Regions from separate parts of the Mus musculus genome. Here regions 2, 3, 4, 5, 6 and 7 are each linked to region 1. Evidence: chromatin contacts called from public ChIA-PET, HiCAR-type and promoter capture Hi-C data. All regions are on one chromosome and are shown on one strand. Each heading gives the region's core, a stretch centred on a gene start, on an enhancer-like site or on the middle of the called end of the contact. The rest is flanking DNA. Distances are from core to core; before and after follow the strand shown.

Region 1 (3,944 bases), core at 1,393-3,892:
ACACTTGCATAGCATATGCAAAGCCAAGCACCTCAATAAATAAATAGGTAAACAAACAAAGAAAGAAAACAAAACCTGTGACTCCTTCTAGTCAAGGACTTAACAAACCAAGCAGCCTTTATACATGAACTATTAATATTATATGAACACACTTGCTATATTAACATACATTCATATATGGATAATCTACATGAATATTTTCATTATCAATGGGAAGGCTGAGGGGGCTCAGCAGGAGAAAGGAGCTTGCTGCTAAGCCTGGTAACCTGTGTTTGATCTTCAGGGCCATCTCCTGCTTGTCGTCCTCTGATCTCTAATGTACACACCATAGCCCATGCAGATGTTGCAGATGTTCACACACACACACACACACACACACACACACACACACACATAATAAAGATTTTTAAAATGCCACTACTAATACAGTCTAAAGTGCCAGGGATACTTCATGCAGCAAGAGAATGACAGGCTGTATTTTAGAGGGCCAGTGTGTTGACAAGTCCTTCACAGCCCTGTAGTGGCCCTGGGGCTCAGGTATCCACAGTGACCCACCAGACAGGCGGTAGGCCTGATGCTAACAGCCTTAGATTCCTCTCTCTGAGGCCTGAGCCCTCCTTCTCCAGTGGGAGTGGATGAGTGGCCACACCTGGGTGGATTTTCTAGTCCATTCAGTCCCTGAACCCAAGCTCCACTGAGGACCGGCAGGGACTCAGCCAGAGCTCAGTCCCATCAAACAGGCACCTTCACAGGCTGAGGCTGACGTTAAAAACTCAAACAGGAAAACATTTTAAGAGAAGTTTTACGTCATTATTATTTTATTAATATCATCACTGTTCTAGAATTGTCTTCGCTTCACTTTAAGTTTAAAGCTCATTCCACTGGCAGGGAGATGCGCAGGTAAGGGCTCTTGCCACCAAGTGTACTGAGCTCCCAAGATCAAGTGCTGAAGGGAGTCTCCTGTAATCTGTCCTCTAACCTCCGGGGGTGTGTGCACGTGCAGTATAGTCACACACAATAAATACACGTAAAAATTTAAATCGGAAAGCAAATCACTTTTGACAATAAGAAAAGAGTCATCTGACTCCCGAGGACCTGACGGCCACTTCTGAGGAGGGACCCACTGTCCTCTGCGCCGTGGCCCCAACTGAACTCTGTTCCCTTCAAGGAAAAAGGGAGCAAAAAGTAGAAGCAAGCCAGGGCTGGAGGAGTGGGGGTCATCAGGGTCAAGAGAGGCGAGTGGTGGTTATGATTACAACACATTATACACACAGGAGAAGGCCACACTTATGTACATGCTAATAAAGTTACATTTATTAACACTCAATCGTTGTAGGATTTTTCCTGGGGGACCTGAGTACCGGAGTGTTCCGGAGACGTACTAAAGTAGGGGTGAAGTCTCAGGAGAGACAGCGGTCCCAGCTGTTTCTTGGTGCGTTCCCCGCCCCAACTCCCCTCCCCGCCACCCTAGGGGGCTCTGTCCGGAACCGAGCTCTCTAGGGTCCAAGGAAACAACCGCAGCCCTAGCGAATCCCAACTGCGAACTCGGATATGACCCATGGAAAGGGGCGAGGAAGACAATCCGGTGTTTTGGGATGTGCTGCCTGTGCACAGGAGGGCTGCGCACGCACTCTCCCGGCCTCCTGGATCTTCCTACAAACGGTTCACACAATATTTTCCTTCGGGAAAGTTTTCTAGATTGGGGATCTCGGCAAAGAGGACGCTATGGGTGCGCTTGAGCTTCCCGGAGCGGCATGGTAAAGGACCCCCAAACGCAGCGGTGTCGGGTTCCAGGGGAGAGTGGTCCGAGGATTTGGGGCGCCGGGGGTATTTGGGATGGGCAAGAAAACGCGAAGGGAGGAGTTCCTTCCAGAACAGAACAAACGCAGTGACTATTTTGGTCAAAGCACAAGAAAACGGTGCCGGAGCCCCCAAATCCTAAGTCAAGAAGGAAACCCGAGGGTCAGAACTATGAGGCAAGCAGAAGAGTACCCTCGGAGTTAAGTACATGGATAAAAGCCAGAACCCCGATTTCATAAGTATAAAAGGGAGACGGTGCCTCTGGGTTTTCAGACTTGGACGAGAATGGCTGGCTCTGTGGGAGCCCCCAACTCAGGTTTTAGGGGGATGACAGCAAGGAGCGGGTTTGGGGCAACTCCAATTCAGGCTTTGGGAGTAGTCAAAGAGAGGACTGACTAGTTTGAGGGCGCCTCCGAGTTTCAGGTGTTGTGGAGTAAGAGACAAGGAGGGGTCTTCTGGAGTCCCCGCTCCTCAAAGTCAGATTTAGTGCGTCAAAGGCGAGAAGAGATCGCTTCACTTTACAAACTTTTGAGAGTGTGAGAGGGGTTCCACCCAGCCCAGGGCTCCCCCAAATCAGAGGCGCCTATCAGGATTGGATGAGGTTGGCGTCTGCAAAGTTGGGGCGCCGGGTCCGGCCGCGCCCGCCCCCGCGACCCCCCTCCAGCGGGGTCCCCCCCCCCTCCGCCACCGCCCCCTGCCCCGGCCCGCACCGCTCACCTGGAGTTCGGCAGGGAGTTCCGGTAGCGGCTCCCGCGGCGTCGGCCGCTGCGTGTCGCTCCGCGTTGGTAAGTAACAGTCTCCACGGCTACAGTCTCTATGGCGGCGGCGGTGGCGGCGCCGGCCGCTCCTCCTCCGGCTCCCGCCGCCCTCCCGCCCGCCCGCAGCGCCCGCCCGCAGCAGGCGCCCGCCCGCCTCAGCCTCGCGCTGCCCTCACGGGGCGGGGCGTTGCGCCCGGCAACGGTTACCAAGCTGCACGCCCCGCCCCCTCCAACGGCCCGCCCATGCCCGCCTCCAACGGCCTCGGGGAGGGCGGGCGATCTCCCCATTGGCTTTCATAGTGCCCGTCAGAGGTGAAGGGGCAGGTCCTTGGGTAGAATACCAGCCAATCGCTGAGAAGGAGGGCGGGGCCTGGCGGGAGGCGCGCGGCTCCCGGGAAGGGTTGGCTCTAAGGAGGTGCGCGAGGGCCCACTGGTGGCAGTGCGTGTTTTGCGGAGTTACGGTGATTCCGCTAGACCGGAGGCGCTCACCGTCTAAGGGGAGCAGCAGACTCTGGCCTTGCGCCTGCTCTTTCATGGTCCACAAACTGAAAACTTTTTTTTTAAAGATTGTTGTCTATGCGTGTGCATGCAATGCGCATGAAGACCCGAAGAGAGCGTTGGATCGCCCTGGAACCAGAGTGACCGTCTGCTATGAGCCGCCTAATTGAGCAGGGACCGATCCCGGGTCCTCTGCAAGAGCAGAAGCCTCCTCTCCAGCGCTTCTCCTTTTTTTTTTTTTTTTTTTTTTTTTTTTGAGCCGGTGTCTTGTATACACTCACTACACCGCTTAAGCTGGCCTCCAACACCTGATTTTCCTGGCTCCATCTCCTAGTGCTGGGATGATGGGTGTGTGTTCACCAGTCCTGGCTAAGCTGACAACTCCTCACCCACCCCATCTCGCTTCTCTGTCCTCTCTGGTTCATATATATATACAGGTCTCAATGTGGACTCTTCATAAAGCTTATATTTTGGTGGGATGACACAAACAGAATGAAAAGTTAACGCAAAAGGAAAGGTTTAAACCCAGAGACCCAAGTGCGGAGGAGCTGTCAGACCATAGCTCCATTCATTCATTCATTCATTCATTCATTGAACGTCCAATTGCACCAGTGAACATGGGTAATTTGGGCTTATGTGCCCAAAGCGGTGAGTCAGGGTCTTGCTAAGTAGTCCAAGCTAGACTAGATTCCCACTATGTAGTCCAAGTTAATGTTCTTTTTGTCTTAGGTCCTTGACTACTAGGGTGAGAGGCAGGTGCCACCAAGCATTTGTGCACAGTCTAACTCATGAAATCCTGAACTTAGGCCGCGAGAAAGGCAGTAGACGCTGCCTCTAGGACTGGAGTTTCCAAAATAAATATATTGGAGCAACTGGAAGCCTGGTGCC
Region 2 (3,765 bases), core at 358-2,857, 570 kb before region 1:
AGTGAGGTGGTTAGGCAAGCAAAGGTGCTTGCTGCCAAATCTGATGACCTGAGTTTGAGCCCCAGGACGCACACACGGTGGAAGAGGATGACTCCCAAGGGTTGTCCTCAGATCTCTGTGCCTGTGCTGCGGTGTGTGTGTGCACACACAATAATACAAATTTAAACTACATTTATTTTTCTTATTCTCTGTGTGTGTCCATGTGCTACAGAACATGTATGGATGTCAGAGGACAGCCCTTGGGAATCAGTTTTCATCTTCCATCACGAGGGTCCCGGGAATTGACATCAACCGGAGCTACATGAAATCCTACCTCAAACTGATCTTTAAAAAGACCTTGAGGAACTGGAGCAGTGGTTCAGCTGTGACTCTCAACCATAGGGATGCGCACACCACCAGTAACTCCAGCGGCAAAGATCCCGACGCCCTCTGCTGGCCTTGGCGGATGGAGGGAAAGCATGTGGCCTTTAAATTTTTTATTTATTTAATTTTATTTTATGTGCATTAGTGTAAGATCCCTTGAACTGGAATTACAGACCAGTTGGGAGCTACCATGTGGGTGCTGGGAATTGAACCAGAGTCCTTTGGATAAGTAGTCAGTGCTCTTGACCACTGAGCCATCTCTCTAGCCCCGCATGTGGCTCCTTAAAAAAAGAAGAAAGAAAGAAAAAGAAAAGCTAACGTGAAAATCGAGACTGCCTAACATTTCTGCAAATAGCTAAAGGCGAGTTGGGGTGCGCTGCCAGCTCAAGATCTTACACTCGGCGCGCGCCCCCTGCTGGTCAGCAAGCCTTTCGTAGAAGCCCTTCGCCTTCCACCTCGCTCCGGATTGGCTGGGAGTTGCCTTTGTTGCCCGCTGGGAAATGTAGTCCGCAAAGGAGGCGGAGGCCCATTCATTTCCTGCCTGCGCGACCTCGAAAACCGGAAGTACAGCACCACGCTACCCTGGGTCGTCCGCAAGGGCCGCCGAGCCTTGCCCGATACGAAGGGAGGCTTTTTATTTACATTTCGTCTCGCGGGTGCCCCACGGCGCTGTGGGAAGCGAATTCCTTTTTCCCCCACTTCATGTTTTCCTGTGGATTCTGACATGAATGACAGAATGCACATTATCACCTGGCCAAGCTGCTCAGAGCCCCTCAAAACATGGTGTATTTCCATGATGGGAACTGTAGTCTTTCAATGGTACCTCGCCCAGTATTCTTCGAGCTAAAGCTCGGACTTCTTGCCCTGTCTAGAGTCTGTGTCAGTGACAGTAACCGGAAGTATGTCATCAAATACTCAGGGTCACATACAACTTTATAGACTTGCATGGTAGGAATTGAAAACTGAGACCCTTTTGAGAGACGTCCTTTTGGGAACTGAGTGAGAACATGCTGCCGGCAATCTCCGCCTTAGAGTCAATACCAGGAAGTATGTCACCACATTTCCCAAGGATCGCACTAACCATTGGCCTTGCTTGGCGGAAATTGCCGTCCTGTCACCGGTTCCCCCCTATCCCTTTCGGGAAATGTAGTTTTTTCGCTTTTCTGATTCCAGTATCATTCGGCGGGCGATCGCTCATAGGACTCCATTTCCCAGCATGCCTGTGCACACTCTGTCCTCGCCCCTTCGCGGCGGCCATTTTATTCCTCCCGGAGACCCGCTAAGATGACAGCCCGGGAGAAGGTGAAGGTTGTCTCTGGCGACCGGCGGCCCGGCTAGATCCAGCAGCGAGGCTTCCAGCATGGATCTGCACACAGCGGTGTACAATGCGGCGCACGACGGCAAGCTGCCGCTGCTGCAGAAGCTGCTGGCCGGCCGTGGGCGTGAGGAGCTGGAGGAGCTGCTGGGTGAGGTGGCCGGCGGTGGCACGCCACTGCTAATCGCAGCGCGCCGTGGACACCTAGACGTGGTGGAGTATCTGGTGGACCACTGCGGCGCCAGCGTGGAGGCGAGCGGCTCCGTGCACTTCGATGGCGAGACCATCGAGGGCGCGCCGCCGCTCTGGGCAGCGTCGGCCGCGGGTCACCTGGCCGTGGTGCGTAGCCTTCTGCGCCGAGGCGCCTCGGTCAACCGCACCACGCGCACCAACTCCACGCCGCTGCGCGCCGCCTGCTTCGACGGCCACCTGGACGTGGTACGCTACCTGGTGGGCGAGCACAAGGCGGACCTGGAGGTGGCCAATCGCCACGGCCACACGTGCCTTATGATCTCCTGCTACAAGGGCCACCGCGAGATCGCGCGCTACCTGCTGGAGCGCGGCGCACAGGTGAACCGGCGCAGCGCCAAGGGCAACACCGCCCTGCACGACTGTGCAGAATCTGGCAGCCTGGAGATCCTACAGCTGCTGCTGGGCTGCCACGCGCGCATGGAGCGCGACGGCTATGGCATGACCCCGCTGCTGGCCGCCAGCGTCACCGGGCACACCAACATCGTGGAGTACCTCATCCAGGAACAGCCGGGCCACGAGCAGCTCTCAGGGACAGAGCTTCCCGGGGAAGGCTCCTCCCAGGTGGCAGGAAACCACTGCTCCACCCCAGAAGAAGCAGAACCGTATGAGAGCTGCTGCCCTACCAGCCGGGAAGCAGCTGTGGAAGCTTTGGAGCTGCTGGGTGCCACCTACGTGGATAAGAAAAGGGATCTGCTTGGAGCCCTGAAGCACTGGAGAAGGGCGATGGAACTCCGTCACCAGGGTGGAGGCTACCTCCCTAAGCCGGAGCCCCAGCAACTGGTTCTGGCCTATGACTATTCCAGGGAGGTGACTACACCCCAAGAGTTGGAAGCCCTCATTACAGATCCTGATGAAATGCGGATGCAGGCGCTGCTGATACGGGAGAGAATCTTGGGCCCCTCACATCCTGACACTTCATACTACATACGGTACCGGGGTGCTGTCTATGCGGACTCCGGGAATTTCGAGCGCTGTATCCGTCTGTGGAAGTATGCCTTGGACATGCAACAAAACAACTTGGAGCCCCTGAGCCCCATGACCGCCAGCAGCTTCCTGTCGTTTGCAGAGCTCTTCTCCTACGTGCTGCAGGACCGCTCGGCCAAGGGCAACCTGGGCATGCAGCTTGGCTTTGCCGACCTCATGGGTGTGCTCAGCAAAGGGGTTCGGGAAGTGGAGCGGGCTCTGCAGTTGCCCAAGGAACCGGGTGACTCCGCACAGTTCACCAAAGCCATTGCCATCATCCTCCACCTTCTGTACCTATTGGAGAAGGTGGAGTGCACCCCCAGCCAGGAACACCTCAAGCACCAGACAGTCTACCGCCTGCTCAAGTGTGCCCCTCGCGGTAAAAACGGCTTCACCCCACTACACATGGCGGTGGACAAGGAGACCACCAACGTGGGCCGGTATCGTGTGGGCGTCTTCCCATCGCTGCAGGTGGTCAAGGTGCTGTTGGACTGCGGAGCAGACCCTGACAGCAGGGATTTCGACAACAACACCCCACTGCACATCGCTGCCCAGAATAATTGCCCGGCCATCATGGATGCTCTCATCGAAGCTGGGGCCCACATGGACGCCACCAATGCCTTCAAAAAGACTGCCTACGAGCTGCTGGACTCGAAGCTGTTGGCTAAGAGCACCGTGCAGCCTTTCAATTATGTGACACTGCAGTGCCTAGCTGCCCGTGCCCTGGACAGGAACAAGGTCCCTTATAAGGGCTTCATCCCAGAGGAGCTGGAGGCCTTCATCCAGTTGCATTGAGCCTAGCCCAGCTGTTGGTGCCCACTTGGGCCTTACTCCTCCAAGCAGAAGCATCCAGGCCCTATGGCCTGCTGGAG
Region 3 (3,985 bases), core at 389-2,888, 950 kb before region 1:
CCAATTGCAACCAGGAGACTTTCTTCCACAGGCAGCTAAGAAAAGGCTCTCTACACTGGGTGAAGCTTGAGCTGTAGCAGACCGTAAAGCCTACCCTCTTAGTCACACTCTTCCTCTAACAAGGCCACACCTCTTCCGATGAGGCTCTAACCTCCTAATAGTGCCACTTCCCACGGGCCAAGCATATTCAAACCATCACAGGCTCCTAGTCTAGCAATAATTCAAAATGTAATTATTCTCATTTCAAAGATCTCCATATTATATCACAGTCCCAACACTGTTTAAATGTCTAAAGTTTCGTCGAATACTAAGGGCAATCTCTTGACTTTGACATCATATAAACTCAAAATATACAAATTCTATAAATCAAAATAAACAAAAAGTATAACTTCTCAACATGCATGGGCTCAGAATACACTTTTCCTTTACAAAGAAGGAAAGATTGGACCAAGGCAACCCTGTGGGGCATAAATCAAATCATATAGGCAATGAGAATAAGAGCATTTTTGTGACATCTGAACAGAAAGAGAGAGCAAGATTAGAAGGAGAATACAGAGTGGAACAACTTAGAAACCATAGATAACATAAAAAAAAAAAAAAACAACTATGAGAGCAATGTACAGAATGCAGAGGGAAGAGAAAAAAAAAAGAGCTGCAGAGAGCAGAAGGAGCAGGCAGACTTCTCCTTACTATGGGACAGAACAGGTCTTTTCTAACTAACAAGGAAGGTTTGGTCTTAGTAAATAAAGAGAACAAAGCTTTACTCCTCTACACTAACTCCTCTAGAGGGGTTACAGGCTTCCTTAAAATAACCTTCCCTAACTTGTCTAAGAAGAAATTAAACAATTGGAGGCCTGCAAACTCAGGTTTAAGTGTGTATCTTTTCTCTGATTGCTCGCTATTATCCCTTGTTTCCCTCCCCACCCAGTTCTCTCAGAGAACCGGGAAAACCTGCCTGCACAGTACTTCCTGGGAAAGAATAGAGATCAACAGAACATGAGAGAAAATTTAGAAAGAAAAGAAAAAAAAACACACAACTAAAATAGAGTAAATGTTGATGAAAGAGGCCAGGAAACCCAGTGAGCCTGGCCTTACTAACACACGTTACTGGACGGTCAAGGCATCTACAAGTCTGTGTCGATGGCAAACACTTTGCATCTGCACAGAATTAACTGCGGACGGATCATACATCAGAACCTCAGGTGCCAAGTGCAGAACTTGTAGAAGACACCGGAGAAACTAGGGTTCTCCATGTCAGCACATCTGCCTTCCCTGGACACAGGAAAAGCAGCTGAGGCGCTCACTGCATGGTGACGTCAGCAACAAGGATGTTTTCACTCCAGGACCCGCGCCCCACACTCTGCGCAGGCGCAGCCCGGGATCGAAGTCAGACGTCCGGCTTCCGCTCCGGAGGTGCAGGGACCTCAGGTGAACAAACGCAATCACGCCGGGCGGCGAGTCTGACCGCCGGTTCCCGCACCCCGGGAGGAACCCCACACAGTCTCCCAAGGCTCCTCCCCGCGTGGGGACGGCGGCCCCGCTCACCATGGCGTGGAGACCGAGCTCGCCCCGCTCTCCTCACAGCTCCCGGCAGCGGGTGGCAGACCAGGACACGGAACCACAAGAGCCTCCCTCAGACCCGAGCCCGAACCTTTAGTATTAGGGAACGGAAGTGCTCTCCCCATTCTGGCTAGCGGATCCATGCGGCCGTGATTGGCTAGTAAGGAATGAGTGACAGCTCCCCTAGTCACCGAGGGCTGTGAAGTATCACAGCACAGTGGTTCCCAGTCCTGGTGTCCGCTCAGGCACAGAACTGTCTCAGACGCGGAGAGACAGGCATTGCCATAGAACTTGCGCCTGTTAGCGTACAGGCAGGTCCACAAGCCTACTCTCGGGGACCTAGCAGAGACTTCTGTCATCAGATGCCATCACCTGCCGATGCCATCAGGCGCGCCCGGTCTGTTTCAGGATGAATGTATCCACCCACCAGCCACCGGAGCTCTCTCCCTACTCGGCAGGCCGTCTCTCTGTTCCCGGTGTGCGCTCCTTTCTCTCTCTGCCTGTCATATGCCCACTTCTCTGCCTCTGTCCCTTCGCCAGGACCTCAGTCCCCCAACCCCCACCCCCCAATAAAGCTTTTTTACACCAGATGCATGGCGTAATTTCTCAGGACACACTTCAGCTCGATCTGCCAAAGCTACTTCACCTCACTCCATTATGTTTCCTAACAGCAGGACTGCACAGTCGTCCCTGCTCTGCTGCACTCAGGAGGCTCCTTAATCTAGGCACAAGGTCTCTAGCATACACAGATCACTAAACAACCTCAAGTGGAGTGATCCACCTGCCTCACAGCCAAAAGAGCATCCAGACTATCCAGGTCAAATTTAAACCTCCTGGTTGATATTCACCAGGCATCATCCATTTTTAAAAAGACTCATCTAAATTGCTCACACTTCTTTCAGCTAAACACTGGTAGCCAAAACACTAACACATTCCCAGCCTTTAGTGGTTGCACTGGCTCATTATGCCAGCACTTGGGAAGTGGAGTCAGGACATCAAAAGTTTAAGCCTAGTAATTCCAGGACAGCCAGGGAGGATACACAAAGAAATCCTGTCTCCAAAAAAAAAAAGTTTAAACCAGCTTGGTCTATGAACCCAAACACCAACTATTCTGGCCCCCAAAGGGGAGGTGACCAGGGTGTGATCAAGTGACCATAGGTGTGTGGGTTCATTTCTGGGTCTTCAATTCTGTTCCATTGATCTACCTGCCGGTCTCTATACCAATACCATGCAGTTTTTATCACTATTGCTCTGTAATACAGCTTGAGGTCAGGGATAGTGAATTCCCCCAGAATTTCTTTTATCATTGAGAATAGTTTTCATTATCCTGTTTCGTTTTGTTTTACTTTTTTTGTTATTCCAGATGAATTTGCAAATTGCTCTTTCTAACTGTGTGAAGAATTGAGTTGGAATTTTGATGGGGATTACATTGACTCGGTAGATTGTATGGGGCAAGGTGGCCATTTTTACTATATTAATCCTGCCAATCCATGAGCATGGGAGATCATTCCATCTTCTGAGATCTTCCATTTCTTTCTTCAGGGACTCGAAGTTCTTGTCATACAGATCTTTCATTTGCTTGGTTAGAGTCACACTAAGGTATGTAATAGTACCGTGACTATTGTGAAGGGTGTCATTTCCCTAATTTCTTTCTCAGCCTGTTTATCATTTGAGTACAGGAAGGCTACTGATTTGTTTGAGTTCCTTTTATATCCAGCCACCTTGCTGGAGTTGTTTATCAGCTGTAGGAGTTCTCTGGTAGAATTTTTGGGGTCACTTAAGTGTAATATCATTATCATCTGCAAATAGTGATATTTTGACTTCTTCCTTTCCAACTTGTATCCCTTTCATCTCCTTTTGTTGTCTAATTCTCTGGCTAGGACTCCGAGTACTTTATTGAATAGGTAAGGAGAGAGCGGGCAGCCTTGTCTAGTCCCTGATTTTAGTGGGATTGCTTCAAGTTTCTCTCCATTTAGTTTGATGTTGGCTATTGGTTTGCTGTGTATTGCTTTTATTATGTTTAGGTATGGGCCTTGAATTCCTGATCTTTCCAAGACTTTTATCATGAAGGGGTGTTGGATTTTGTCAAATGCTTTCTCAGTTTGTTTATGTAGTAGATTACATTGATGGATTTCCGTATTATTGAACCATCCCTGCATCCCTGGGATGAAACCTACTTGACCGTGGTGAATGATCGTTGTCTTAGTCAGGTTTTCTATTCCTGGACAAAATATCATGACCAAGAAGCAAGTTGGGGAGGAGAGGGTTTATTCGGCTTACACTTCCACATTGCTGTTCATCACTTAAGGAAGTCAGGACTGGAACTCAAGCAGGTCAGGAAGCAGGAGCTGATGCAGAAGCCATGGAGGGATGTTCCTTACTGGCTTGCTTCCCCTGGCTTGCTCAGCCTGCTCTTTTATAGAAC
Region 4 (3,870 bases), core at 694-3,193, 530 kb before region 1:
TTTTTCTTTTTTGAGACAGGGTTTCTCTGTGTAGTCCTGACTGTCCTGGAACTCATTCTGTAGACCAGGCTGGCCTCAAACTCAGAAATCTGCCTGCCTCTGCCTCCCAAGTGCTGGGATTAAAGGTGTGCGCCACCAATGCCAGGCTCACCCTGACTTTTTTTTTTTTTTTTTTTTTAAGATTTATTTATTTATTATATGTAAGTACACTATGTAGTTGTCTTCAGACACTCCAGAAGAGGGAGTCAGATCTCGTGATCGGATGGTTGTGAGCCACCATGTGGTTGCTGGGATTTGAACTCCTGACCTTCGGAAGAGCAGTCGGGTGCTCTTACCCACTGAGCCATCTCACCAGCCCCACTGACTTTTTTTTTTAATATTTATTTTATGTTTATATGAGTATACTGTTGCTGTCTTCAGATACACCAGAAGAGGGCATTAGACCCAATTACAGATGGTTGTGAGCCACCATGTGGTTGCTGGGAATTGAACTCATGACCTTTGGAAGAGGAGCCAGTGCTCTTAACTGCTGAGCCATCTCTCCAGCCCCTCGCCTTGACCTTTAATGTTAATTATCTTTGTTACATGCATTTTTTTGAGATGGTCTTTGTAGCCCATGCTAGGGATGGATTTCGACCCCTGATCCTCCTGGCTTTACTTTCCAAGTGCCTGAGTGCCAGGAGGGTGTCAGGAGGCTAATGACCATCTGGGAAATCTTTCCTTACCATTAGAAATCCCTGTTTTCCCAGCTCTTGGAGGTGAGAGGTGAGGGCCTGGAGACCTTTGGGGCTCACGGAAAGATACTTGAAACATCTTTGGAGGGACAACTTCTACCGAGCCCCACAAATGGTCTGGGGTTAGTGCAATACCTGTTAGCCCAGAACTAGCAAGATGGAGGCAAGAGGCTCTGGAGTTCTAAGTCATCTTCAGCTACAGAGCAAGTTGAAGGCTAGCCTGGGCTATGTGAGACTCTTTTAAAAAACAAACACAGTTAAACAAAAATTGGAAGTCTTTCTGCTAAGGACCTTTAAAACCAACGTCCTTCACTCGGCCTCTGATGCCTTACTTGTTCCAGTCCAGGTGCCTCCTCCTGCCTTCCCCTCTAAGCCTTCTTTATACCTCATGTGTCCTTGGCTTCCTCAGCCGGAAGTGCCTCTGTCCCAGCCCCCACGTGGCCACTGGTCACTTCTGACCTCATGACTTGTGGATGTACCTGGAATTGTCCTCTATGTTCATTATTTTCTTCTCCACTGTTTTCTAGGTCAGGATTTGCTTTCCCAGAGATGGCAAATGCTGGAGGGGAGGGTGTGCCTCACAAGCAGTTGGGCCCCCTAACTCTGGTTTCTCTATCCACTAGTTATTGCACAGATGCCCAGCGCGCGCCAAGTGTCCGCCAAGAATGGTTAGAACAGAGCAGGCCGCCGGGGTGGAGGGGGCAGGGAGGCCCTGCACGCCTGGACAGCTTGCTGACCGGCAGGGTGGGGGTGGGGAAACCAGGCAGGAAAAGAAGCCCTGCGGATGGGTAGCATGAGAGACCATCTGTAGTGTTCTGTTACTCAATGAGCTCAGACCTGACATGGGGTGCAGGGTATCTGGTGGGGAGGCACCCCTCAAGTTCCCCTAGGGGATATGAATATAGATTCAGGGTTGCTTAGATTAAGAGGTCAAAGTTTGTCCAGCTCAGAAGGAATAGACATGTAGTGTGGTCAGAAGTCTCGGGGTGGTGGTGGTGTCCCTTTCTCCTCTCCCAGGAATGCTATGAGGTTTACATGGTGGGGGAACTGGGCCTTCTTGGTAAAGTGAGCATAGCCGGCAGGGAAAGTCCATGGCCCGTTGGGCGGAGCCGGGGGTGGGGTAGATCCTTAGTCATGCGGACGCCCCACTTGCTTTCTCGCTTCCCGCCACAGCGCCAGCCAATCAGGAATCAAGAGCCCTCCCCACCCAATTGGGGTGGAAGTCTCCCGCAGCAGCCTGTGCACACTAATAAAAACGCCCTGAGTTTTCGCGGGAAAAAAAGTCCTAGCAGCTGGAAGGAACCCGCGCTCTAGTGCTCACTTGGGTCTTCAGCCACTCACGCGGCTCCCTTCTGGGTCACCCAGCCGCAGAGCCCTAGCCTAGAACCAGGCGTTCCAAGGGAGAGGAGAGTGCGGATCGCCGCCGTGAGAGAGGTGAGTGGAAGAGCGCGTTCTATGCACACAGTGGCACGCGGGGCACCACGCAAAACTGAAAGGAACCCTTCTCACACAAGGCTGCGGGGGCTTGCTTCAGGGGATCCGATGGGTGTCTTCTACGCTTAGCCCTCTTACTGGTCAGGCGCACTACGTTGACGGCCCGGGTCGTGGGGGGGAGCTTTGCAAAACTTTCCCGCGCGTGGGGTGAGATCTGCAGAGGGCCATTGCCCACGCGTGGGTTCCACACCTCTTGTAAGAGGAATCCGAGTTGTGTCCTCCACGCTGAGCCTCCCTCTCCGGCCCTGTGCACACGGTTAGACCCGAAAACTTGGCATAAGTTTCCCGCGCGTGGCTCGGGGCATTGCACAGCCACTGCGCATGCGTGCTTCTGCATCCGTTGAGGGGCAACTTGAGAGGAATCCTCCACGCTGCACCTGGTTTTTCACTCTCCTGGGTGCCGCTAAAGTTCGCGGGAAACGCGTGGGGTCCGGCGGGGAAGTGCACGCGGCTCCACGCCTAAGAGCGGACACTCCCCGAGATTCAATTGTCGCGCCCGAGTCGGGTTTCGCGCGCCCAGGCGTCTCCGAGGTCATCTAGGCCAATCGCATGCGAGGAGGGCGGGGCACGTAGCCCGGGAGGAGCCAATCAGCAGCGAGCTCTCCGGGAAGGGCGGAACTTAAACGGCGGGGCTCCAGGGGTCTGGCCTGGGCGGCGGCGGCGGATGTGGGCGTGGGCTCTGTGCCTCCCGGGTCTTTAAAGCGCCTTTCCGGGAGGCCAGGGTCTGTGTCCCGAGGGGAAGTTAGGGCAGCCAGCTGTGGGTGGGGTTCAGGTGAGTTTGTGGCCACAAGCGCGCGCTAACGGGTGGCCCGGCCCGGACTGCCGGTTGCCATGGCCACGGCGGGGGGGTGTCTTGCTCTAAGTACGCGCGCGGGAGGCACGGGTCTGGAACTTTGGGGGAGTCCTGAGTGGTGTGTGTGTGTGTGTGTGTGTGTGTGCGTGCGCGGGGGCCCCTGCCTTCTGTGACCGAGTTCTCCCTCCTGGGACTTGAGAGGTTCCAGTCCGCTTCGGAGTTGGCGAGTTCCAGTTACTGGGACTTAAGACTACGTGGAATGAATGAATGAATGAATGAATGAATGAATGAATGAGTAGCTGCTGGCACTTTTCAGCCCGACCAGGGTCTTTATCCCGCCATGGACATTTTTTCCCTCTTCCCTCATTGGAAGCGTGGTGGATGGATGTTCTTGGATCACCCAGAGTGTTTTGGCAATTCACATTCAAGTGTCCCCACTCGCCGGTTATTAAAACTTTTAAGTGCCTAATTTATGCCACCTGGTCCTCCCAGGGTGGGGTCTTGCCCTATGTAGGAGGCCAGGACTACAGGAGATTGATCGTGGGAGTTGCTTCCTTTGCTCAATCCGATGTAACGGGGCGAGGGTACTCTACTTCCCCTCCTCCTTCCTGGCAGGCCCCACTGACTGGAGGGGGGGGTCTCCCTCTGTCTCCCTCTCTCTCTCTCTCCAGTACATCGGCATCATGTGGATCCAGGTTCGAACTATGGATGGGAAGGAGACCCACACCGTGAACTCTCTGTCCAGGTTGACCAAGGTGCAGGAGCTGAGGAAAAAGATTGAGGAAGTGTTTCACGTGGAACCCCAACTACAGAGACTCTTTTATAGGGGCAAACAGGTAAGGGGGCCAC
Region 5 (4,013 bases), core at 1,306-3,805, 610 kb before region 1:
GAGCACTCTCCTGTCTCCAGGGTACCTCAGTACCCAAGGCCCCCACCACCTACACTTTAGACCTTCACCCCAAACCAAACCCAAACACCTTTTCCTGTTTGTCTCAACATCTTCTGTGTATGGGGCTGTTGCTCCCTCTCCCCTAAGACAAGACTCCCCACTTCCAGCCCAGGGCACAGTGGAAACAGAATGTAAGCCTCAATCCTTGTCTCCCATCAGCTGCTGACTCTGAGTAACAGCTGCCTAAGAAAAGCTAGGAAAAGTTACTTGGACAACACTATGGCCTCAAGGCAGGTGACTCTGTTGAATGGGGAGCCCAGGAAATGTCTGGGGACATGTCTGTCTGTCCAGACCAGAGCTTGGCCACTGGGACAGTGTTCAGGTACTTTGCAGGGCCCAGGATGCCTCATAGAGAACAACCTGCCCCAGTGCCCCCAAGGGATGACAGCTCCTTTCCAGGCAGCATTCTGTCAGTGTCTAAAGGCACAAGCCATTATGCCATCCTGGTTACTGTCCCCAGTCACCACCCAGTCGCCTTCTCAGAAGAGTCTGATGGATGTTTGATGCCACCTGAACACAAAGTGGAAGAGTGGCCAGTGTTCTCTGTCCAGTGCTGAAAAGCAGGACTTCCCATGTCAGGGAGAAGGGTCCAACCCCAGCTTAGTCATATCTGTGCTGTGTGACTCTCAAAGCTATAAACCCAGACTACAATATCTATGCCTGGGGCTAAGTGAGGATTCGGGAGTGCACACACAGATTTTCATAATGACAGCTGTCAGATGAATGAGCCATTTTAAAATCACACCCAATGGTCTCTCTGAGGCAAACACTACCATAAAGACTGATGCCCACACACTAGGTACTGTATCAGATGAGCTAGGGAGGTTGGCCAAGCCTCCCTCAAACCCAGCTTACTAGCCACTCTTCCTTTGTCCCCCTGGAGAGGGCAAAGTACTGCAGCAGGGACCAAGACCAGGGGTAACTGGCCCCAAAGCCACTGTCAACCTCTGCATTCCACAGCAAGCCCCAGCCCACCACAGAGCCTGCCTTGCTGCCCGACCCCAGCACAACTCACCTTCTAAAGGGTCCAAGGAGCTTCCATGGCAGCTGCAGGCGAGGGGCACGGACCTTAGAAGAACAAATGTGGTGTTGTTAAGGTGGGCAGATGGGAAGGGCTGGCAAGAATGAAGGGGTTGGTGAAAATGGGGTCTGGCAAGGATGAAGGGGTTGGCGGAAGATGAGGGGCTGGCAAGGATGGAGTGGTTGGTGTGAACTGGGGAACCAGTGAGGATGAAGGGGCCGGTGAAGATGGAGGGGCCGGTGATGTGTGTGGCTTCTTCTCACTCACTTTCCATGCGGGCGGGAGTCTCCGCCTGTGCCTAACCCTATCTACCTGGTTCGACTCTAACTGAGCCTCCCAGCCCCTCGGGGCTGCCAACATGCCCTGGGTTGTACTTGGAAGAGACGTGTCCCTCAGTGTGCGGTCTCCCTGGGACCCAGCAGGGAACTGGCGACTGTGGTCCACACCTCCTGGGCACCAGTCCCAACTCTTCGAAAGCAGGTTGGTGATTGCCCTGGGGGCTCCCGAGGGAGCCTGGGTAACAGGCAGCAAAAAGGCCGCTGAGGTCAAAGGCTGGGCAAAATCGTGGATGGGGAGGGGATGGATGGGCCTAAGGCCGAGATCCTAAGGGTGGGGCTCAAGATGCAGGGAATGAATGCTGGAAGCTGAGGGGGTTCAAGCTAATCCGGGGAGGAAAGGGATGAGACAGAGGATATGATTTTAGTCTGGGAGGGTATCAAGCTTGGCATGCGACAATGTGGAAACTGAGGCAGAGGATAAGGGCTGAGTGAAGGATCAGGCTTGGGGAGTGACCAGTCTTGGAAGAGTCAGGCTGGTAGGGTCATTTGGAGAGGTTCATGCTGCGGGTTTCAAGCTTTGGGGTATGAAGCTTTAGGATTTCAGGTTTGAGAGGAGGGTCAACCTGGACTATCAGGCCTTGAGGGAACAAGTTGGACGGATCAAGTTTTGGGGATCAGGCTTGAGGGATCAAGCTGGGAGGGGAATCAGGCTTGCGGGGATCCGGCTTTAGAAGATCAAGATGGAAGAGGATGAGGCTTGAGGGGATCAGGTTGGGAAGGATGAGGCCGGGAGGGAGGGTTTGGCAGAGACGAGGCTGGCGGAGGCTGGCGGAGGCTGCGCGGACGCCGGGCTGAGCCGCGCTCTGCGATGAAGCTGGCGGCTGCGTCTCCGCAGCGGTGCGGCAGCAGCTCTTGGGCGCGGCCCGGAACCGGCGAAGCGCGGCGACCAGAGCGGCGGGGACGACGAGGACAGGGCGCGCGGCGCCGAGGCGGGCGGACGGCGCCGGCCGGGGCGGGAGGCGGCGAGCCGGGGCCGGACGCTGCTCACCCGAGCGTGGCGCGGAGGACAAGCTGAGCAGGGCGTCCCCGGGGCCGGCGGCGCCTCACACGCGACGCTCCATGCCCAAGACGAGGGCCCGGAAGTGGCGGGCGCGGGGGGACAGCGAAGGCGGCGGACACCGGGGGGACCCGCCAGCTGCGCCTCCTTTGACCCGGAAGTTGAGCTGCAGAAGCAGAGGCTTTTGATTGGGTAACGTCAGGGCAGAACCAACGTCCGTGAAACTCTAGGGGACAATGCTCAGGAGCGTCTTAGGGCTGAAGGCAAGGCTGGTGGCCCCTTGCTGTCTGGGAGAGGACTGCGGGATGGACACCCCTGCTCCAGTTCTGCTGGCCAGCTCGACCCTGCAGTGACCTATTAAAAATATCTAAGAAAGCTGAGATATTGGTAGAATAGTGGTTAGGAAAGCTGCCTTCCAAAAGGTGGCCCCGGGTTCTAGTCCCAGATTGCTTACGCCGCTCATCCCAGCGCTCGGAAACTCTCCACTTAATCAGGCTAGCTTTGAACTCTAAGATCTGCCTGCTCTGTCTAGATCTCGCCCACACCATGTTTTACTTTGTTTTTTGTTTTTCGAGACGGGGTTTCTCAGTATAGCCCTGGCTGTCCTGGAACTCACTCTGTAGACCAGGCTGGCCTCGAACTCAGAAATCCGCCTGCCTCTGCCACCTGCCTCTGCATTAAAGGTGTGCGCCACCACGCCCGGCTCATGTTTTACTTCTTATCTGTGCATTGTGTCTGAGCCACGCGAGTGTGACAGAAGAGGACAATGGGTTTCTTTCCTTTTAATTTTTTTAAATTTATTATTATATCTAAGTACACCTAAGTACACTGTAGCAGTCTTCAGATTCGAGGGCGTCAGATCTCATTAAAGGTGGTTGTGAGCCACCATGTGGTTGCTGGGATTTGAACTCAGGACCTTCAGAAGAGCAGTCAGTGCTCTTAACCACTGAGCCATCTCTCCAGACCCACAATGGATTTCTTGTAACTGGAGTTAAGGCCACATGAGTGCTGGGACATGGACTCCCCTCCTCGCAGAGCCACCTCTCTCAAGCCTCTAAAGAGCTTTTGTAAATAAAGACACACTCCCCAAAAGTTATCCTAACAGGGTTCCTGCAGAAGGGCATCCATTGTTTGGTGAGTGACATTTAGTGAGCATCCTCCATTGTTGTTGAAGTGTCCCCACTTAGCTTCCTAGCTAGTTAACTTTTTGACCGGAAATCCTGAGAGCTACATTTTTAACATGATGTTGCAACCCTGTTCCCTTTCCAGGAACCCTCCCTGGAGACACCATTTGTTACACAATTACAGGACGTGGCTGAGGGCCTGGCGGCTCTCCTGGTCTTCCCCAGTTCCAGCCATCCTCTTCTCTCTCCTGACCCCTTTCTTTTCACACCCATTTTGGGGAAGAGTCTCATGTAGCTAAAATTTATCTTGAACTCCTGCCTCTTCCTCCCCAGTGCTGGGGTGACTGTACACCACCATGCCTGGTTAATGAGAAGCTGGGGATTGGGACTGAGCCTAAGCCCCAGCATCTGCTTGAACTTGAAGATGAACTTATGTGATGGGGGAGGGAGGGAGGAGGTCCTCTGGGGTCAAG
Region 6 (4,255 bases), core at 1,085-3,584, 670 kb before region 1:
TTACTCAGACTGAACTCAGAGGTTCAGTCCATTATCATCAAGGTGGGAAGCATGGCAGCATCCAGGCAGGCATGGTGTAGGCAGAGCTGAGAGTTCTACATCTTGATCCAAGGGCAGACTGGAGAAGACTGGCTCCCATGTGGCTAGGAGGAGGGTTTCAAAGCCCACTCCCAAAGGGACACACTTCCTACAACAAGACCAAACTTCCTAATAGTGCCACTCCTGGGCCAAGCATATATAAACCATCACATGAGCTAATCTTTTAATCTCTGTTTTCTCATTCTAAGACGATCCCTCCTAACCCCCTAACCTTTATTGATCTCTGCGGTCTGAAGCTTTGTTCCCATCCAACACTAGCTCTGTCCTCTCCCCAGCCCCAGGTACCCACCACCCTATTTCCTGTTTCTGTGGCTCTGATCAATGCAGAGAACTCCTGGGAGTGGGACTGTACGGGATGCATCTGTGTGTGGCTCACATCACCAGATATCATGGGGACCTGGTGTCTGAATGGCCTCTCTCTTCCAGGCAGAGTAATATTCCCCCCTCTCTAGGCAGCATGCCTCATCTCCTCTCTCCAGTGATGGACACGTAGCCTGCTTCCATCGTTTGGCTACGGTGAATAATTCAATTAAAATTGCCATAAACTCATGTCAGAATCTATCTTTCTACTCGAGTGTACCTAGGTGGGGAATGCCCTGGGGTCATGGAGGTTTTCCGGAAATTTCCAATTGTTTTCTATATGGTCCGGTGTGTGTCCCCTCATCCTTACAGACAATTTGTAAGTTGTTTATTATTATTATTATTTACTACTGCTTCTAAGCTGGGTAGGGGCTTAGGGCTTCCTGCATGCTAGGAAATAATTCTACCTCCGCCCATGCCCCCTTGCCCACTTGATCTAGAGGATCAAGCGCACCAGAGCACCTCTGCTAGACTCTGTGAGGACCTGGTGAGGGAGACACTGGCAGAGCCAGGGAAGACAGTCCACATCCTCACAAGAGCCCACTCAAGGCTTCACTGGGGAATTCTAGGCAGAGGCTCCACCCTGTCCACGACCCAGCCTCTCACCACGGGACTCTAGGCAAGTGGGAGGGGTAGGCTCTAGCCCTGAACCCACACAGCTGGGTTTGATCCCCACTTTATCACACCTATGATATCTGTGGGTTCCTCAGACTCTAAGTGCTCAAAAATCAGAAGCCCCCAAACCTGCTTCAGTGACACCTGCTTCCCCCCACACACCTCAAAAACACACTAATTGCCCTGGCTCATACTGGGGTATGAAAAACCTAGAGCTGTGGTCTCTGTCTTTGATACTGAGCTCTGTCTAGGGTCCTGTGTGGCTGTCACAAGGGTGAGCTCCTGGTACAGAGCAGATAGAGGCCATGTTCAGCACCCGGCAGAGCTGGGATGGCTACTGAACTTGTAAGTTCCTGGCCCAGAGCACAGACAATCTGAAATCAGGAAAGCCACTTGGGTCTGTGCTGCTCTAGGCAAGTCACTTAAGGTTTCTCTGGGTCTCAATTTCTATCTCTCAAAAGCCTGGATTTAGTTTTGTGTGTTAAGGCTCATGCAAGGAAGGTTAGAATGCAGTCAGCAAACACCTGAGGGGGCTTTCTGAAGAGGGAAGATGGCAGATGAGGCTTTTCCAAGTGTCCTTGCTGTGACAGGGCCATCCAGGCACAGGAAGTGCAGACCCGTGGTTGAGTTGGGGTGGAGTTTGGAGTAAGGTGGGGGTGTTGGGGATGGGTTGGGGGTGGTGGGAGTGTGGGAATCACTCCCAGACTGATTTTCCAGGTCTCACAGCTGCCCCCTGGGAGGTAGCTGGCCCTGTCTGGCCTCTGTCAGGGAGGTCATCACAGTGCCTCCCCCCTTACTCCAGAGACACCAACTGAAAGAGAGTCTCCGCAGTACTCAGGAACCCCAAAATTGTTGCAAGGCAAATGTTGGGGTGCATTTGTCATGGGAGTCCCAGGTGACACTCTAACTACCTAGTGGGTAAACTGAGACCCGCTCAGAGGGATGCAGGTGTCTCGCGGAGGCGCCTCTCTTCGCTTTGGCCTCTCAGATCTCTGTCGCGCGGTGCACGTATACCCCATTTTTCTCTGTCTCAGTCTCCTTCCTCTTCCTTCCAACACTTTCCCGCCACGGCATCCCTTGCGCTGGGCACCCAGCGCCGGCGCTATTCCGGAGGAATCTCCCGGCCGCAGACCACGCCCTCGCCCACGCCCGCGTCATGCCTCCCACCTCCTGGCAGAGGCTTGCTGCCATTGGCTCCTTCGTACACTGCCTGTGCGCTACCATTTGCTGAGCCAGTGAGCGTTTAGAGGGGGCGAGCCCTTTCTCGGGGGCGTGGCCTCCTAGCCAGCGGCCGGGCTCAGATCCAGCGGCCAATGCCTCTGGCCCCACAGAGGCACCTACAGAAAACTGAAGGCTTGACACATCCCGAGGAGCAGGTGAGCGATGGGGTCCTGCATTGGCTATCCTGGGTTCTTTCCGTCCCCTCCTATCCCCACACCGTCCTCTGTATATCCCGCCTCAGTTTCCTCTGTATACCTATTACTGACTGTGGGAGCATGGGTGTTGTGAGCAGGTTGCTGTGGGCTACTGTAATAGTCCTAACACATGTCCTCAAGAGGACACTTGATGGACTTGGCTCTGTACAAGTGTGCAGCCTGACTCCAGAATGGTCTAGGTATTCTCTGAGGTAGCCAGCTGGACCCCACTGTGGCTCTGGCTGGTGCAGGGTTACCCTGACTGGGACTGGCACTTCAAGCTTCCCATTGCCCGAGGGCTTGAACTCAGTTTTACCATCTGGGAACTGGGACAGTGGCTGTCACATAATTGGCAGGTGACCTGATCCAGGTCTGCAGCCTCCTGGCTCTTTCAGTGTTGGTTTGGAGGATAAACTGGGGTCCAGAATATGGGCTGCGGATGGCCAGAGAGATGGAGACACTGTCTCCAGAACCATATTCTGGTTTGTCACCTTTGTGAGCAGCGGGGCTGGAGAGGGACAGGGTGGAACACTAAACTGGAAACAGGCCTCTGGGTCACTTCCCGAGCTCCAGGCTGTGACGCCTCTGAACACCTTGCCTTGGGGTTAGGACACAGCTCAGACAAACCTGACTCACTTGAACAAGTAACTTAATTATAAGCCTCAGTTTCCCTGTCTGACTTGGGACAGTTGTTTCGTGACTCCCTGAGGCTTCTTGGGGGTGCTTAAACAGACAAAAGAGAGGCTGAGCCAGGGTGGGCTACACACCGAGGCTGTCTCTAAAACAAAAGGGACCCTAGGGTGTAGCCCAGTGCGTAGAGTGCTCACCTAGTAAGCAAGAGGCCTTGGGTTCCGGCCCAAACACAACATATACCAGGACATTTACCCATTTACCCAGTGCTTAGAATAGAGGCAGGTGGATGCCTGTAAGTTTGAGGCCAGGTCTACAAAGTGAGTTCCAGGCTAGCCATAACTATGTATAGAGATCCTGTAACAAACAACAGCCAACAGAGAAAGAGAGAGAGAGAGAGAGAGAGAGAGAGAGAGAGAGAGAGAGAGAGAGAGAGAGAACAGGAATGTAGGCTTTGAGTGCCAAACTTCCTGTTTTTCTGTCCTGGGACCTCAAAGTGGCCGCCTCTTCTCCACATGGAATGTCCTTGCACTTGAGACCTTTGTGCGTGCTGAGCCCTCTACAACCCTGGCAGATCAACACAGGCAGCGACAACTTTAAAACATAATAAGTTCATGATCTGGGCCGCACCTAGGATGTGGGTGACTGGGAGGGATGAGGGCGGGGCCATGGGGACTGTACAATGTAACAGAACAAAGAGAGTCATCACAGAACACCTGCCCTGGGCCTTCCCACACATGGTGAGCCAGACTTGGGCCAGGGCTGCTAGTTCCGTAATGGGTGAGTGGTGGATCCTGAGGGTATGAAGAGACATAGAGACTTGTCCCTCAGTTTACTCTCTCAGCCCTAGGCAAGCTAGGACTCACCTCACAAAAATCTGATTCCGTATGAGGGGACTCAGCATACAGGCCAAATAATCATGGCCACAGGAAGGCGTGCCACCCACTGACTCAGGTGCCATCCAGGGCTTAGTGGAGGCTTAAAGAGAGTGAGACTTGATCCGGGGGCCCAGTGAGCTCACTCCTCCAAGAACCCCAGTGTCTCCCCTGCATGGTTTTTCTGAGCCCCAACCCTGTGTTTCCCCATGTGGAAACCAGCGGAGGTAACCACTCCAGAGGGTGCTGTGCAGGTGGGGT
Region 7 (4,348 bases), core at 225-2,724, 870 kb before region 1:
CAGGAGCTACCTGTAGGAGAATGTTGGAGACACACCCCTAGCACCTGTTTCCTCAGCTAAGAGGAAAATAGGACAAAGCCCAGCCTTGTTGAAATGAGGATATCGAGGGTGGGGGTAGGGATGGAGGATGGTGGCAAGCTAAAGACCAGCCTAGAAATCCTGTTTCAAAAAGACCAAAAGAATAGGAGGAGGAGGAGCAATGGGGGCTGGGCTCAATGCTGGGGCTTGTCATATTTTGTAGGCACAAATAATAAATAAACAAATGTAAAAAACGAATACTAAGCCTGGCAGTGGTGGTGCATGTCTTTAATCCCCAACACTAGAGGCAGCCACAGGCGCATCTTTGTTGAGTTTGAGGCCAACCTGGTCTACAGACTGAGTTCCAGGACAGCCAGCACTACACAGAGAAACCCTGTCTCAAAAACAAAAACAAAACAACAGCAAAGATACTATTTTTTAAAGAAAAAAGTAAAAAGAGTTGGGCACAGTGTCTCTTATTTGTAAACCCAGCACTTGGGAGTCAGAGGGAGGGGAGGACTACTGAGTTTTCAAGGTCAGCCTGGATTACGTGGTGAGTTCCTCTCTCATAAAAGAAGAAACGCACCGGGTGGTGGTGGCACAGGCCTTTAATCCCAGCACTTGGGAGGCAGAGGCAGGCAGGTTTCTGAGTTCGAGACCAGCCTGGTCTATAAAGTGAGTTCCAGAACAGCCAGGACCACACAGAGAAACCCTGTCTCGAAAAAAAAAAAAAAAAAAAAGGAGAAGAAAGAAGAAACGCACGCGCGCACGCACACACCACCACCACCACCAACAAAACACAATGAAAACCAGGCAGGTCACTGATTCCAGGCTTGCAGTAAGATTGTTTCAAATTTAAGGCCAAGCTGGACTGCAGAGTCTGCTCCAGGCCAGCCTGGGCATCTTAGTGAGAGGCTACCTCCCAGCATTAGAGCGCTGGGTGGTGTTTTCTGTGGTAGAGTGCCTGCCTGGCATATGCAAAGACCCTGGATTCCATCCCCAGCAGCAGAAATAAAGAAACTTAAGAAGAAGGAACACCAGAACGGGACATGGTGGCCTTTAATTATTTGGTCCCAGAACTCACAAGCAGGAGGATCTCCTTTAGTTTGTGACCACCCTGAGCTACATAGTGAGTTACAGGACAGCCAGGGACACACAGTGAGACTCTGACTCAAAAAAACAAACAGCATTGTTGATCAGAGTTAGGAGAGAAAATGTTATTATCCCAGGCAGCTTTCTCCATCCTTTCAGTGTGCTAGATAAGCGCACACAGGATCCACATGTCCCGGAACCTTTATTTCGGGTTTCAACTACCGGCACCCGGAAGGGAACGGAAGCGCACTCCCGACTCGGATCGACAAAGATTGCAGCCAATGAGAACGATGAAGCGGGTAGGCACCAACCAGTGAGCCGGCTTAGGAAGTGGCGACACTGAGGCGCTGAATCGGAGAAACTCCCCGTAGACTGAGGACCGCTTCTTCGCTTGTTCGCTGGACAGGAAGCGAAAATGTCGGAACGGAAAGTTTTAAACGTAAGTGCTCAGAGTCTAAATGTTCCTACAGAGGGTGAAGTGTGCGAGGGCTCCGGGCGAGGCGTGCTTCCTTCCGGTCATTTCCTTTTGCAAGCCCCTCTCGCGCACACGCACGCACACGCACGCGCGTCTTCCAGTCGGGCGGGAGCTTTCCAAACTCTTGCCAATCACATTTTTGGGGGCGGTCGTTAGCTTCCCCCTCTCCCCGCCCCCCCCCCCCCAGCTTCGTGAGTAACCAATCATCACCAGGGAAGCGGAGCTTCTGTCACTTTACCCAATTGGGGGCAGGACTGCTTCTTTGTGGGTTTTCCCCAGATCAGATCAGGGGATGTTGTTGGTCACCTCAGTTCTTCCCGGCTTTTGTTGAATTAATATCCGAAACCTTTTGCAGAGATGTCTACATCATGTTGGGGTTTCTGGGGTGACTCAGTCTCCACTCTTGGAAAATTTTGCTCTCCATTTCCTGGATCTGTTTTTTAAATGTTTGCTTTGGGTTAAGGTTTCACTGTACACAGAAGGCCCAGAATGGCCTCGAACTCACAGACCAAAAGTTTGTACACCTAAGATGGGCTATATTCACTTTTTAAAGGATTAGTTTTATTTTCACTTTATGTTTTTCCTTCATGTCTGTCTGTGCAGCACGTTTGTGTGCACTGCCCAGGCTGACTGTAAACTCACAGTTCTGCATCAGCCTCCTGAGTGCTGGTATGACAGTTGTACACCATCATTCCCGTCTACCGCCTGAATTAGCAAAGCTTCCTCTCTCGTGAGCCTGGTTGCCAGTAGGTGTCAAAAGCAGAGCCTCCTTGTTGGTGGTCCACATAGCTTCTTTTTGGGGGAGAGGGGAGTTGTCTCTCTTCAGCCCCCTGTCTCAAATTCCCGGGTGCTGGGTTTGGACATTGGCATGCCAGTAACCCAGAGTGGTTGTCCCTGTGCGCCTCACCCCAGCCTCCCAAGCACACAGAGAGGCCAGAGCCTGTTCTCCCCAAGGAGATTCACTGGCCAGATTTTGCCCTGGGATGGTGCCCTGCAGCCTGTGTGGTACCCTAGTGCAGGTTAGGCCACCATTGACAAGGTCTGATTTATGTCGGGCCTCCATTTCCTCATGAGTGTCTAGAATCTTATCATGTGATAGGCAGCAGGGGTCCACCCTTACTGCAAACCCTGGGCCTCTAGAACCTTCCCTAGAAGGCATGTCACAGCGTAGGAAAGTGACCCACCACACTATATAATTTGTGTTGGAAGCTTGTGCACTCCTCCCTGTCCCAACTTCTCTTCTCATGACTGTGCTTCAAACAGCTCATGTCTGGAAAGGCTCCAGCAAGCTGAATCCTGAGCAGATAGATCCCTTAAACCAGAGTATCCTGCGTCTGCTAACATGGCTCTCAGACCCCATTCCTGCCCGTATGGGACCTGAGCACCAGAAAACAGCAACGCCCTCTTCTCCACAGAAATACTACCCACCTGACTTTGACCCATCGAAGATCCCGAAACTCAAGCTACCCAAGGACCGGCAGTATGTGGTGCGTCTGATGGCCCCCTTCAACATGAGGTGAATCCCTGGGGACATGAGGCTGGAGGCTGATTCTCTGGAGAAACAACAAACAAAGATAATAGTTCCCACCCTCACAGAGTCCCCAACCCCTATCTCAGTAGAAAATCAGAGTGACACTTGGCCCTGCAGGATTTTGGACCCTCTAGTGGCAGCCCTCCTCCTGCCCAGGGCCTTTGCACCACCTATGGCATCTGCCTGCAGATCTCTTGTAGCCAGCTTCTCTGACAGAGCCTGTCTCCCATCTCATCCCAGGCAGGCTGCCAGCCTCCTCTTAGACCTTCACCCCCACTTTCCTGGGTTCAACCAGCTTTGAACCAGACAGTTATTCACACTTGACTGTGTGTGAGAATCACAATCCTGTAAGTCACACCTGTACAGTCACTGAGGATGGAGAAGCTGTCCGTGTGACTAATTGATTATATCTTGTCTTCATTTCTTTGTTTGCTCCTGTCTTAGACACTGTGAACATGGGAGCTCTTAGAAGAGAAAGCATCTAATTGGAGTTTGCTTACAGTTTCAGAGGGTTAGTCCATTGTCACCATGGTGGGGAACATGGCAGTCATGGTGCTTGAGAAGTAGTTGGAGACTACATCCTGATCTGCAGGCAGAAAGAGAGAAACACCAGATGTGCTGTGGGTTTCTGAAACCTCATAACTCACCCCTAGTGACACTTCTCCAGCAAGGCCACACCTCCTAATCATCTTCCTCCTCCCGACCCCCCAAGACTCCTCGGTGACTAAGCATTCAAATCTATGACTCTTAGGGACCATTCTCATCCACACCACCGCACTCCTCTGCAGGCAGTTGTCAGGCACGTATCATTGATGGGGCGAGGGGAGCCTCCTGACCCTCAGAGGCTGGTGGGGAGTGGGAGTCATACCCATCCTCTGTAGTAACACAAGGACACATGAGGCAGGCAGGGCAGGTGGTCTGCCAGCCGGACAGTCAGGGAAGTGTTAGAATCTCAGGCTGCCAGGACAGCAGAGAAAAGGCCCTGAGGTAGGACTAAGCCAGAGGTGTTTGTAGGTACAGCAGTAAACCAGGACAGGAAGTGGGGGGAGCAGCCAGGGTCAGGATTCTGCTGTCCCCTTGGCAGTTCTCAGAAGCTCCATACACCCAGTCCCTCCTACCTATAAGGTACATATGCTGCCACTGGGTGCTAGAGCAGAGGACAGACACTCACGCGCCTGCCCCGGCTGCAGGTGTAAGACGTGTGGAGAATACATCTACAAGGGGAAGAAGTT

The links. Promoter capture Hi-C pulls out the DNA fragments that hold promoters and counts their contacts. ChIA-PET counts read pairs in DNA pulled down with a chosen protein or histone mark. HiCAR-type assays count read pairs that join an accessible place to other places.
Region 2: a contact with region 1 is called in an RNA polymerase II ChIA-PET map of memory CD8 T cells, with 50 read pairs. The contact joins the promoter of Fem1a here to the promoter of Rfx2 in region 1. A contact is called at or near these places in 2 of 39 promoter capture datasets (cranial neural crest and liver), 1 of 484 Hi-C or Micro-C datasets (CD4 T cells) and 2 of 115 datasets of contacts at active chromatin or transcription factors (memory CD8 T cells and pancreatic cancer cells).
Region 3: a contact with region 1 is called in a HiCAR-type map of astrocytes, with 4 times the contacts expected there. The contact joins the promoter of Zfp119a here to the promoter of Rfx2 in region 1. A contact is called at or near these places in 2 of 39 promoter capture datasets (the C10 cell line and liver) and 1 of 115 datasets of contacts at active chromatin or transcription factors (astrocytes).
Region 4: a contact with region 1 is called in a promoter capture Hi-C map of embryonic stem cells, with 2.5 times the contacts expected there. The contact joins the promoter of Uhrf1 here to the promoter of Rfx2 in region 1. A contact is called at or near these places in 3 of 39 promoter capture datasets (embryonic stem cells, erythroid cells and neural stem cells), 2 of 484 Hi-C or Micro-C datasets (embryonic stem cells and nephron progenitors) and 2 of 115 datasets of contacts at active chromatin or transcription factors (pancreatic cancer cells and stem cell-derived neural progenitor cells).
Region 5: a promoter capture Hi-C map of pre-B cells shows a contact between it and region 1. The contact joins the promoter of Dpp9 here to the promoter of Rfx2 in region 1. A contact is called at or near these places in 1 of 39 promoter capture datasets (pre-B cells) and 2 of 115 datasets of contacts at active chromatin or transcription factors (embryonic forebrain and pancreatic cancer cells).
Region 6: a promoter capture Hi-C map of neural stem cells shows a contact between it and region 1. The contact joins the promoter of Tnfaip8l1 here to the promoter of Rfx2 in region 1. A contact is called at or near these places in 2 of 39 promoter capture datasets (neural stem cells and pre-B cells) and 2 of 115 datasets of contacts at active chromatin or transcription factors (astrocytes and pancreatic cancer cells).
Region 7: a contact with region 1 is called in a promoter capture Hi-C map of liver, with 4 times the contacts expected there. The contact joins the promoter of Yju2 here to the promoter of Rfx2 in region 1. A contact is called at or near these places in 3 of 39 promoter capture datasets (liver and pre-B cells), 5 of 484 Hi-C or Micro-C datasets (CD4 T cells, CD8 T cells, cardiomyocytes and 2 more), 1 of 115 datasets of contacts at active chromatin or transcription factors (large pre-B cells) and 2 of 9 other capture datasets (adipose tissue and liver).

What each region holds. Positions count from the first base shown.
Region 1 is chr17:56,828,366-56,832,309 of GRCm38.p6, forward strand. It overlaps Rfx2 (regulatory factor X, 2 (influences HLA class II expression)), which reads right to left and starts at 2,643. Exons shown (of 17, transcript NM_009056.2): 1 at 2,518-2,643.
Region 2 is chr17:56,255,186-56,258,950 of GRCm38.p6, forward strand. Fem1a (fem 1 homolog a) reads left to right here and starts at 1,608. Exons shown (of 1, transcript NM_010192.4): 1 at 1,608-3,765. The coding sequence starts at 1,724. The coding sequence ends at 3,688.
Region 3 is chr17:55,877,315-55,881,299 of GRCm38.p6, forward strand. It overlaps Zfp119a (zinc finger protein 119a), which reads right to left and starts at 1,639. Exons shown (of 4, transcript NM_144546.6): 1 at 1,546-1,639. The coding sequence starts at 1,548.
Region 4 is chr17:56,301,394-56,305,263 of GRCm38.p6, forward strand. Uhrf1 (ubiquitin-like, containing PHD and RING finger domains, 1) reads left to right here and starts at 1,944. Exons shown (of 17, transcript NM_010931.3): 1 at 1,944-2,168; 2 at 3,693-3,857. The coding sequence starts at 3,705.
Region 5 is chr17:56,216,334-56,220,346 of GRCm38.p6, forward strand. It overlaps Dpp9 (dipeptidylpeptidase 9), which reads right to left and starts at 2,556. Exons shown (of 21, transcript NM_172624.3): 1 at 2,408-2,556; 2 at 1,076-1,128.
Region 6 is chr17:56,160,157-56,164,411 of GRCm38.p6, forward strand. Tnfaip8l1 (tumor necrosis factor, alpha-induced protein 8-like 1) reads left to right here and starts at 2,335. Exons shown (of 2, transcript NM_025566.3): 1 at 2,335-2,450.
Region 7 is chr17:55,957,713-55,962,060 of GRCm38.p6, forward strand. It overlaps Yju2 (YJU2 splicing factor), which reads left to right and starts at 1,475. Exons shown (of 8, transcript NM_028381.3): 1 at 1,475-1,549; 2 at 3,001-3,101; 3 at 4,307-4,348. The coding sequence starts at 1,526. It overlaps Gm16712 (predicted gene, 16712), which reads right to left and starts at 1,689. Exons shown (of 3, transcript NR_108021.1): 1 at 1,422-1,689.